Linked DNA regions of Sus scrofa: regions 1 and 2 are each linked to region 3. Evidence: chromatin contacts called from public Hi-C and promoter capture Hi-C data. All regions are on one chromosome and are shown on one strand. The core of a region is the stretch at or near the end of the contact, and the rest is flanking DNA. Distances in the headings are between cores, read along the strand shown.

Region 1 (2,936 bases), core at 326-2,825, 170 kb after region 3:
TGTCATAGTTGTTTTTTCCATCTTTTTCACTCTGCACTAGGTGTCTGCGGGCAGGTGTTGTGCCAAATTCATTTCTACATTCCCAATACCGACTGCTGCATTCAACAAATATTTGCTAAATAAATGATCATTAAGCATGACAGACTTGAGTGAATTCATGTTGGACCCAATACTGTATGTATCATCCCGTAAGAAGATAGGTTTCATTTCGAGTGTGAAATTTCGTTTGCTAACTCTGTAGAGAGGCTACGTCTGGCGCCCTGCTCCAGAACAGTTCAGGCTCCACATTCTGGTTCCCCTTTCATGCCTGTATCTGTTTCTGTTGCTGAGTAACAAATTAACACAACATACATCTATAATCTCAACTTTCCAATAGGCCAGGGGTCCAGGCACACAGGTCCTCTGTTAGGTTCTTTTTTTTTTTTTTTTTTTTTTTTTTTTTTTTTTTTTTTTTTTTTCAAGTGACCGCACCTGCGGCATATGGAAGTTCCCAGGCCAGGGGTCGAGCCACAGCCACTGTAGAAGCAACGCCGAGTAGTTATGTTGTGAGCCACACGGGAAGTCCCTCTGTTAGGTTCTTACAAGACTACAATCAAGGCATCAGCCAGGCTGTCTTCTCACCTGGAGGCTGCACTGGGGAAGAAGGGACTTCCAAGCTTATTCATATTGCAGGCAACATGAATTTCCTTACAGTAGAATGACTGAGGACTTTTTGCTGGCTGTTGGCGGGAGGAGGCATGTCACTGTTCCTAGAGGCACCTGTAGTTCTTTGCTACATGAGCTTCTCCAACACCTTTGCTTACTTCATCAAGCCCATAAGGAGAGTCTTAAGTCTGTTGAGAAGTTTTAGATAACATAAATGAATCACAAGAGTAACATCCCAGCAAGTCACAGATCCAGCCCTTACTCAAGGGGAAGGACTTACACAAAGGTATGAACTTCAGGAGGTGGAAATCCTTGGAGATCACCTTAGAATGTGACCACCAGAATTGGTTTTCATCATTAGAATTTGTCTTCCCTCTATCCCAACAACTCTGACCCAGTTTCAGTTCTGGAATAGTGTAGCCCTCTAGGCTTTGCTGTCACATATGTGACTAGCATGGCTGAGGCACTGGTTACTTAAATTATAAAAACATTTTAATGAATTTAAATTTAATTTGAAAACTGATACTCAACTCAGTTATCAGAGAAATTTTCCATGCGTTTGGAACAAAGAGGGTCTAAGAGTCTAATCTTTCAACTAAATTTTATGAAATCTAGATACTGGTTAAGTATCTCCACTGAAAATTTAGTGTTCAAACTGAGATGTGTTGTTAATTATAACACCTACAGCAGATTTCAAAGACTTAGTATTTAAAAACTCACCTCATTAATAGCTTTTATATCGATTACATGTGCAAGGATAACTTCCTCTATGTATTGAGATAAGTAAAATACAGTATTAAAAGTAAATTCATCTGTGTCTTTTTTTTTTTTTTTTTAATAGGTTGCCAGAAAATTTAAAGTCACACACTTGGCTGGAATACTACTGCTGAGAGAAAATACAAAGAGGATGAGCTGACGCACCACCGAAGTTAGCTAATAATGCAAGGCAGCATCTGATGGAACGTCAAACAATAAAATTGTGGGGCCTCCGATGAGGGAAAGACGGAGGCTTCCAAGACCAGCCAAGCTTTCCGTGGAAGGCGAGTCTGACGAATTTGTGCGTCCAATGAGGCGCAGCTGGACGTGCCTGGCACGCAGGCTCCGCGCCCCGCCCCTGACCGCGTTGCGCTTTTTGACCCCGCCGTCCCGCCGTAGGCAGCGCTGCACGCCCGGAGCAGCGATGGCGGATGTGTCAGAGAGGACACTGCAGCTGTCAGTGCTGGTTGCCTTCGCTTCTGGAGTGCTCCTGGGCTGGCAGGCCAACCGGCTGCGGAGGCGCTACCTGGACTGGAGGAAAAAGAGGCTGCAGGACAAACTGGCGGCGACGCAGAAGAAGCTGGACCTGGCCTGAGATCCCCGCATTGTCGATCCCCGCCGGCCCCCACGCGGCCACCTCGAGGCCGCCTCTCTCCCGCGCTGGGGGCTCCGGCGGCCGAAGCCAGGCTCGCCTCAAGCTCTCCGCCCGCCGTGCCAGGCTCTTCCCGGAATCGGTGAGCAGTACTTATAGCGGTACTCTAAGGGGAGGCTTTGGGGACGGACGGATATCTTGGAGCAGAAGGGACTTTGGAGAGTCCATAGGAGGTGACTTGCCCCCACAAACACCAGACAGAGGAGGGAAGTTTCCCTAATAGCTCGCACTTGGGTGTCTAGTTCAGTTCACTGCGTGTATTTTACGGGAGAATCTTAGCAGGCGCAATGTTGTTGCACCTTGACATTAAACTTCAAAACGGTAAACACAGGAAAAAAACACCCTAGAGTGTTCCTGTCACTTCCTTATCAGTTTATTTTTATTTATATTTTTGGTAGCACCATAGTACATCTTTTTATTCATGCTGTGTCATCTCCACTGTGCTGGTCAAGTGGAAAGAGGAGTGGCTTGGAAGTAAGGAGCCTTGCATCTAGTCCTGGCTTTTTCATCAGAGCTGTGCAAATTTTCCAGAGTCTTAGTTTTCTTATCTGCAACACCAAATCTTATTCTTCATGATTTAACTAAACAGTAGAATAATTTGAAGTTAACGATTATGTATTACTAATTTTTATTTCTCTTTTCTGTTTTCAACAGCTTGTTGAAGATGGATACAGAGCATTGGACAGAAATAGTTTCTCCTTGCACTTTATGAATCTATTTTATTTTTAAAATAAAAAGTTCAAAGATGTTTAAACTTTTATTATTATTATTATTATTATTAAAGGAAAAGTATCTTGCCTGCTGTGCAGCTTACTGAATTGAGAGATCTGGATTCTCAAAACTGATATATTAGTGGTTTTGATCAGATAACTTGTTTTTTAAG
Region 2 (3,169 bases), core at 115-2,614, 170 kb before region 3:
GCATCGCCACAAGCGCTTGGATCTGGTGTTGCTGTGGCTGTGGTGTAGGCTGGCAGCAACAGCTCCAATTCCACCCCTAGCCTGGGAACTTCCATATGCCTCAGGTGTGGCCCTAAAGAAAAAGAAAAAAAAAAAGAAAAAATTAATCAACAAAAATCTGTGCGTGCCTACTTTGTGTTAGGAACAGGGCTCGATGCTGAGAGCGTGGATCTTTTTTCAAATTGTGGTGAAATATATATAACATAAAATTTACCATTTTAACCATGTTTAAGCATACAGTTCAGGGATATTAAGTATATTCATATTGTTGTGCAACCATCCCCACCATCCCCCTCCTGAACCTTTTCATCTTGCAAAACTGAAACTCCGTGCTTATTAAACACTAACTCCCTATTTCCCCTCTCCCAAGCTCCTGGCAAAGAACCATCCTATTTGTTTCTATGAATTTGACACCAGTACTTTATGTAAGTGGAATCACACAATATTTGTCCTTTGTGTCTTTTTTTTTTTTTACTTAATATCTTGTCTTCGAGGTTCATCCATGTTGTATGTGTTGGAATTGTCCTCCTTTTTAAGGCTGAGTGATATTCCATTGTATGTCCATATCGCAGTTAACCCATTCATCCCTCAGTGGACACTGGGTTGCTTCCACCTTTTGGCTACTGTGAATGATGCTTCCAGACCTTGGGCTCTCAAACCTGAGCCTCAGATGTGACTTGGACGGTGGAGTGAATACAGCCAAAGCCCTGCTGCAGTTGGCTCAGCATCTCCTCAGGCCCATGCTCCATCAGAAGCTTCACTCTCATCTCCCCAGAGCCATGCCCTCTCTTTAGATGGCTCACTTTGTAGCTGCCCTATCTTTGAGACATTGTGGACACTAGCCACTGCCAGCAGGTTTCCTGTCCCAGGCATTTCTGGGACCCCACAGAGCTTTAGCCAAGGATGTGCTAATTCGGTCTGGGGTCCTCATTCAGCTAATACCAACCATCTCTACTTCTGTGTTGGGCTAGGAGGGACAGTGGGAGATATCTTCCGCCTAGTTCAAGTCAGAAGCACTTTGTTCACTGCCCCATTGCCCTACGGAGGGAGCAAGGAAGATTTTTCCAAGACTCGAGTTTTGCTTCCGTTGGCACCAGGCAGCAGTGACTCCAGGCTGTCCTGCCTGAGCCCCTCCAGGTGGGAAACCTACTTCTGCAGCCCAGGTCGCTGAGCCTGGGGAGTAAGAAGAGCACACTACAACTCCCAGAGTTCCTCAGGCTCGGGGGGCGGCCCCCTACCCCTCGGGGGAGAATCGGACCCGCCAACCGGAGCCCACAGTGGGACAGGGGCGGGGCCAGGCAGGGCTGGGCGGGGCGGGGCCACGGGGAGGCGGCTGGCGATCCGTGCCTCCAGCCAGTTGCGCGCAGAGCGCAGAGTAGGGACGTCGGTCTGTGCGGAGGGTCTCGGCAGGCGCCGCGGCACCTCGCTGGGCCATGGGTGAGTGTCTCTGCGGCCCGGGACGGGGGTGGCGGCCCCGCGGGATGGGGAGGTTGCTGTGCCAGGTCAGCCCCGGTGCTCGTAGTCGTAGGTGCTGCCTTGGGGGGCGGAACCCGGCGGAGGAAGGACTCGGGGGGCGAGGGCGTGGGGACCTAGCCTGGCCTGGGGCACCCGCGCCCTCTGCCCGGCGCGGGAGGGTGAGGCCGGGTGTCGGCGCGTGCTCTTCGAAAAAAGGAAAGACAAAAAGTTTTGGCGGCCTGGGGCTTCCCGGGCGTTTATCTCGAAACTCTTCTCGTCGTCTCTTGACTGAAATTTACCAAGTCCTGTACGGTTCTGTCATCCCACTTCCTGCTGTGGTTTCAATCTCGAGCTGGTCTCAGCTAATTTGTTGTGACAGCTGTCCGCAGCAGTTCTCTGCCTGCAGCACCCCCCCGCCGCCCTCCCACCCCCTCCCCCGTCACATCCCGGCGGTTCTCAGAACCCGCCGGCGCCGCCGAGAAGAGGCACCCGGGTCCTTTGGGCGCGCGGGGCGCTTTCCACTGGCGGCCGCTGTTTCCTGAAAGTGACTCTGCGCGGATTTTGAAGAACTTGCTCAATGCATTTTGAAGAATCAACTGTTCCTCTTTCAGCCGATCCTTCGGCGGTTACCCGCTCCTCGCCCCCTACCCTTTCTCTTTTCTCTTCCTTTTTTTTTTCTTTTCTTCTCTAGTCTCTCTTCTTGTCTCCGGTCCACCCTCCTCTGCCCCCCACCTCCGGCAGAAAAGAAGTAGCTTCACTCTTTGTTCCTCTTTCCTTTATTTCTTTTCTATCCCCTCGGGTCTTCAGAAGGGACAGGGTGGCTCCCCGGGAGTGACGCTGGCGAAGAGCAGAGATGCGCGGTGCGGGCTGCGAGCGTCAGAGGAGAGGTGTTTGGCTTCGACCTCAGTCTGAGCCGTGGACCACAATCCGGCGGCTGCCTCACCAGGGTCCCTGCGCACAGTGTTCTGGGGGCGCGGCTGGGCCAGGTGCACGTCCTCCAGCCCCAGGGACGCTGGGGTAGGGGTGGGGATGGCCAGTGCTGCACTCGGGAGGGCTCAGGGTGTGGGTGTGGGGTCACAGGGCTGGTCAGACCCAGGTTCCCTTTGTTCGCGAGGTCGTCAGCTAGTGAGCAGGGGTCTTCGGGCTGAGGGGAGGATAAAAGGTGCTTCTTGCTTCATCCGGATCCTCATTGTTGGGGATGTGGGGTCTCTGTGGCCACAAGCCATGCTAGGGCAGAGGAAGGGTAAGAGATGGCAGCTAGTGGGTTGGGCCACCATCTGTACAAGCCCTGAGGAACATTCTCGGACCTAGGACTTGGAGTCCCGTAGAGCTAGGAAGGACCGCAGACAACCAGTGCTTCCTTCTTTGATTTAGAGTGTGAGAAGCAGCGGCTTAGACATTAGCCCTGCGGCAGTGAGAATGAATCTAGCTTCTAAGACCTTGCCCCCTCTCCCTTCCCTGTGGTCTCCTGTTTCCCAGGTGGGCCATGGCCTGGGATAACCCACCCTCCTTCTTGGACCTTGCTTTACTGGCTTGGAGAGCCACCCTGGGGGGCTGCAGGAAGGGAATGGACACACTGAGAAGCAAAGGAGTGCCTCCAGCTGAGGTCAGGCAGCCTTCCTCTGTCCTGCCTGTACCTCTACCATTGGGCCGTGTCTTGGACAAGCCACCACCA
Region 3 (2,999 bases), core at 406-2,905:
AGCGTTAAGCCTAAGACTTTTCTGATCTCAATTCCTTGTCTATACCCGGTATCCTATTCCTGACGACAAACACGCCTTAAAATTTTCTAAAAGAAATTCTTTTTACCCAAATACATTGGACTTGGGTCTCAATTTGAATGAGGATGAGTGGCCTTTGAGAGACCGGTCCTCCTCTATGTCTTCCCCTTCCTCCAGGGGCTGCTCCGGGTCTCTGAAAGAGGGTGTGGTGTGGATGATCTGGGTTCGGAAACGGATTTTGTTAAGTCTGGGCTTCATCCGCCCACTAGTGCTGCCTGAGGCTTTGCGACTTGGCTCCTTTGCTTTGCCCGCAGCCGGTCCCTCAGCCAGGTGGTGGTGGTGGTGGTGGTGGTGGTGGTGATGGTCCCCGCTGTCCTCCAGGGCGTGGGAGTGCCTGCCGGAGATGAGGTGCGATGGCAGCACCTTCGAGAGCCTCCAGCGCCCTCCCCCGCTGCCCACGTTGCTCTCGCCATCGTCCTCGTCCAGGGCGCCCACCAGGGTCCGGATCTCCTCGGCGGTACTCGGGCTCAGGTACTGCGAGGCCTTCCTGCCGCTGTAGTCGCGCACGTCTACGTCCGCGTCGTAGGCCCCGACCAGCAGCTTCACCACCTCCACGTGCCCGTGCATGGCCGCCAAGTGCAGTGCGGTGTAGCCACAGCTCGTGCGCGCGTTGATGTTCACCGGCAGCCGGTGCTGGCCCGCGAAGCGCACTAGCAGGGCCAGCAGCTCCTGCCGGCCGTGCTTGGCCGCCCAGTGCAGGCAGGTAAAGCCGGTGATGAAGTCGCGCTTGGCCAGCAGGCCGGGCTCACAGGCCAGCAGCCCCTCCAGGCTGTCCCAACGACCGTCGGCGGCCGACAGCATCCACGCGTGCTCCAGAGGGTCCAGCGTCAGCGCGCCCGCGCTCTCCTCCTCGGTCCCGCCGTCCGCGCCCCCCGGGCCGCGCCGCAGCTGCGGTGAGCCTCCCGCCGCCGGGTCCCGGGGCGCCGGGCGGCCCGGCCGCGGCCCAAGGGGCGCATCACTCGGCGCCTCGGGCCTCCCGCCTTCCTCCGCGGGGCCCCCGCGGGGCCGCCTCCCGAGGGGCGCGCTCGGGATGCCGTCCGCCGGGTCTGAGGGGTCGGTATCCACGTACCCCGGCTCCCTGAGACGGCCGCGGGCGCCCGCGCGCAATTCGGGAGTCCCGCCCAGGGCGCCTCCGACGGGTTGCTCCAGCTCGGCTGGCGGGGCCGGGGGTCCGCACTCCGCCGGGCTCTCCATCCCCGCCCGAGTACCTGGCTTGCTAACCACCAACTCGGCCCGCTGCTCCTGAGAATCCTCGCGCGCCCCGCAGCGGCGGACTAGCTGCCACCGCCCCCAAGCCGCGCCCGCGGGCACGCCTCCGCCTGCCGGCCCCGCCCACTTCCGGCCGTCCCCGCGGGCCGCCTCTCAAGTCCGACGGGCCCCGCCCCGGTCCGTCCCCAAGAGGCCGGGATCTGTGCTCTAGTCCCACATGCCACGGCCCACCCGCTTCCGGTTCCCGAGCGGGTTTTAGTGACCGTTCCTTCCAGGGAACACGCCCTGACCCCGCCCACTTCCGGTCCCCGCGCGGGCCGCAATCTGTGCTCAAGCCCTGCCTCGGCGATGAGGAACCGTGGCGGCATTTTTGCGGGTCTTTTTCCTCAGGTCCTGAGTGTGCTCCATCCCCTCCTCTGCACTGACTGGTCAACTTCTAAAATGTCCGGGCTCTTCTGTAACAGGCCCACTTCGCGTGCGCGTGGCCTGCCGCGGCCCCCAGCCCACTGAGGCCACTGGACCTCTCCCCTCGGATCCCCTCCCCTCACCTCCTGGACCCCGCCCAGCCCCTCGCGTCACTGAAGCTACTGGACCCCTCTCCTCCCTCCATCCCGGGCTCCGCCCCTTTCCCCGGTCCCCTGCGCCATTCCGCCCGGCCCCCCCGCATCACTGAGGCCGCTGGACCAGTCTGCGGCCATCCCCGCCCCGCCTCTCCCTCCCGGGCCCCGCTCCTCGCCCCGCCCCCCGCGCCATCCGGCCTTGCCCCTCGGAGTCCCTGAGGCCACTAGACCCGCTTCGGCCATCCCCTCCCCGCCCCTCCCGGGCCCCGCCCCTCGCCCCACCCCCGCGCCATCCGGTCAGCTCCTCGCGTCACTGGGGCCGCTGGACCCCGCCCCTCCCGGCCCCTCCCGCCCCGCCCCTAGCGTCCCTCTGCCGCCGGCCGCCTAGCTCCGCCGGGAGCTGCCGCCGCGCCTCCCTGGCCCTCCGCCCGCCCAGCCCCGCCCGGACCATGGCCTCCGAGGTGGCGCGGCACCTGGTGAGTCCGCCAAGCCTACCCCACCCACCCCTGGACCCCCGCCCTCTTGTCTTGGCCCGCGGTCTGGCTGCCTCGGCGGGGCAGAACCGCTCCCTCCCCCCGGCCCCTCCCGGCTCTCGGCGGCCGGGGCTTTGCGGGGCTTCCCGTCGTCCCCGAAGTTGAGTCTGCAAGGAGGACGGTTTCTGTAACGGTCCCGGACGGACGAGAGCAGGGTGGACCCCTGACCCTGCGCGCTGGGCTCGGCCTCCCTGGCCCCAGTTAGAGCGGGTGTGGACCTCCTTGGGATTGGAGCCTTTTTTTCCCGCCTGGCGCCCTTGTGCGTTAAGAGAGCACGTGTGACTAATTTGTTCGGCGTCCTCTACCTTTTACGTTCCTTTGTACACTGACCTCATTTCAGAGTTAGCCCGGGGCTGGCATGGCAGTGCCAGAGTAGTGCCTGGCGATGCCGCTTCAGAGTAAGCCAGTTACGTTCATTGCATGGAGTTTTCCAGATGCCACGCGCTGTGGAAGGACCGCACCACTCTGAGGGCTGTGTATTTTGAAAGTTTTATTTTAACTTATGATGCTGTAACTCTCATGGTTGTATTCTGTGTAAAGAAAAGCTCTTTACGGCCTGAGACCAAAAAGTTGGAAAACTGCTGGTTTAAGCAATCTCCTAGACCAGAAGTTTAGCTTC

Evidence for each region. Promoter capture Hi-C pulls out the DNA fragments that hold promoters and counts their contacts. A called contact is a pair of places that touch in the nucleus more often than the background predicts.
Region 1: a contact with region 3 is called in a promoter capture Hi-C map of liver, with 3 times the contacts expected there. The contact joins the promoter of LOC100521082 here to the promoter of SOWAHC in region 3. A contact is called at or near these places in 1 of 5 promoter capture datasets (liver) and 2 of 47 Hi-C or Micro-C datasets (heart right ventricle and liver).
Region 2: a contact with region 3 is called in a Hi-C map of skeletal muscle, with 5 times the contacts expected there. The contact joins the promoter of ARID5A here to the promoter of SOWAHC in region 3. A contact is called at or near these places in 3 of 47 Hi-C or Micro-C datasets (epiblast stem cells, heart right ventricle and skeletal muscle).

The regions. Positions count from the first base shown.
Region 1 is chr3:46,380,450-46,383,385 of Sscrofa11.1, reverse strand. LOC100521082 reads left to right here and starts at 1,575. Exons shown (of 2, transcript XM_003124818.4): 1 at 1,575-2,135; 2 at 2,708-2,811. The coding sequence starts at 1,637. The coding sequence ends at 1,996.
Region 2 is chr3:46,712,316-46,715,484 of Sscrofa11.1, reverse strand. It overlaps ARID5A (AT-rich interactive domain-containing protein 5A), which reads left to right and starts at 1,364. Exons shown (of 6, transcript XM_021087092.1): 1 at 1,364-1,476.
Region 3 is chr3:46,545,882-46,548,880 of Sscrofa11.1, reverse strand. SOWAHC (ankyrin repeat domain-containing protein SOWAHC) reads right to left here and starts at 1,655. Exons shown (of 2, transcript XM_021088390.1): 1 at 1,578-1,655; 2 at 1-1,437. The coding sequence starts at 1,655. The coding sequence ends at 103. SEPT10 (septin-10) reads left to right here and starts at 2,204. Exons shown (of 11, transcript XM_021087089.1): 1 at 2,204-2,323. The coding sequence starts at 2,297.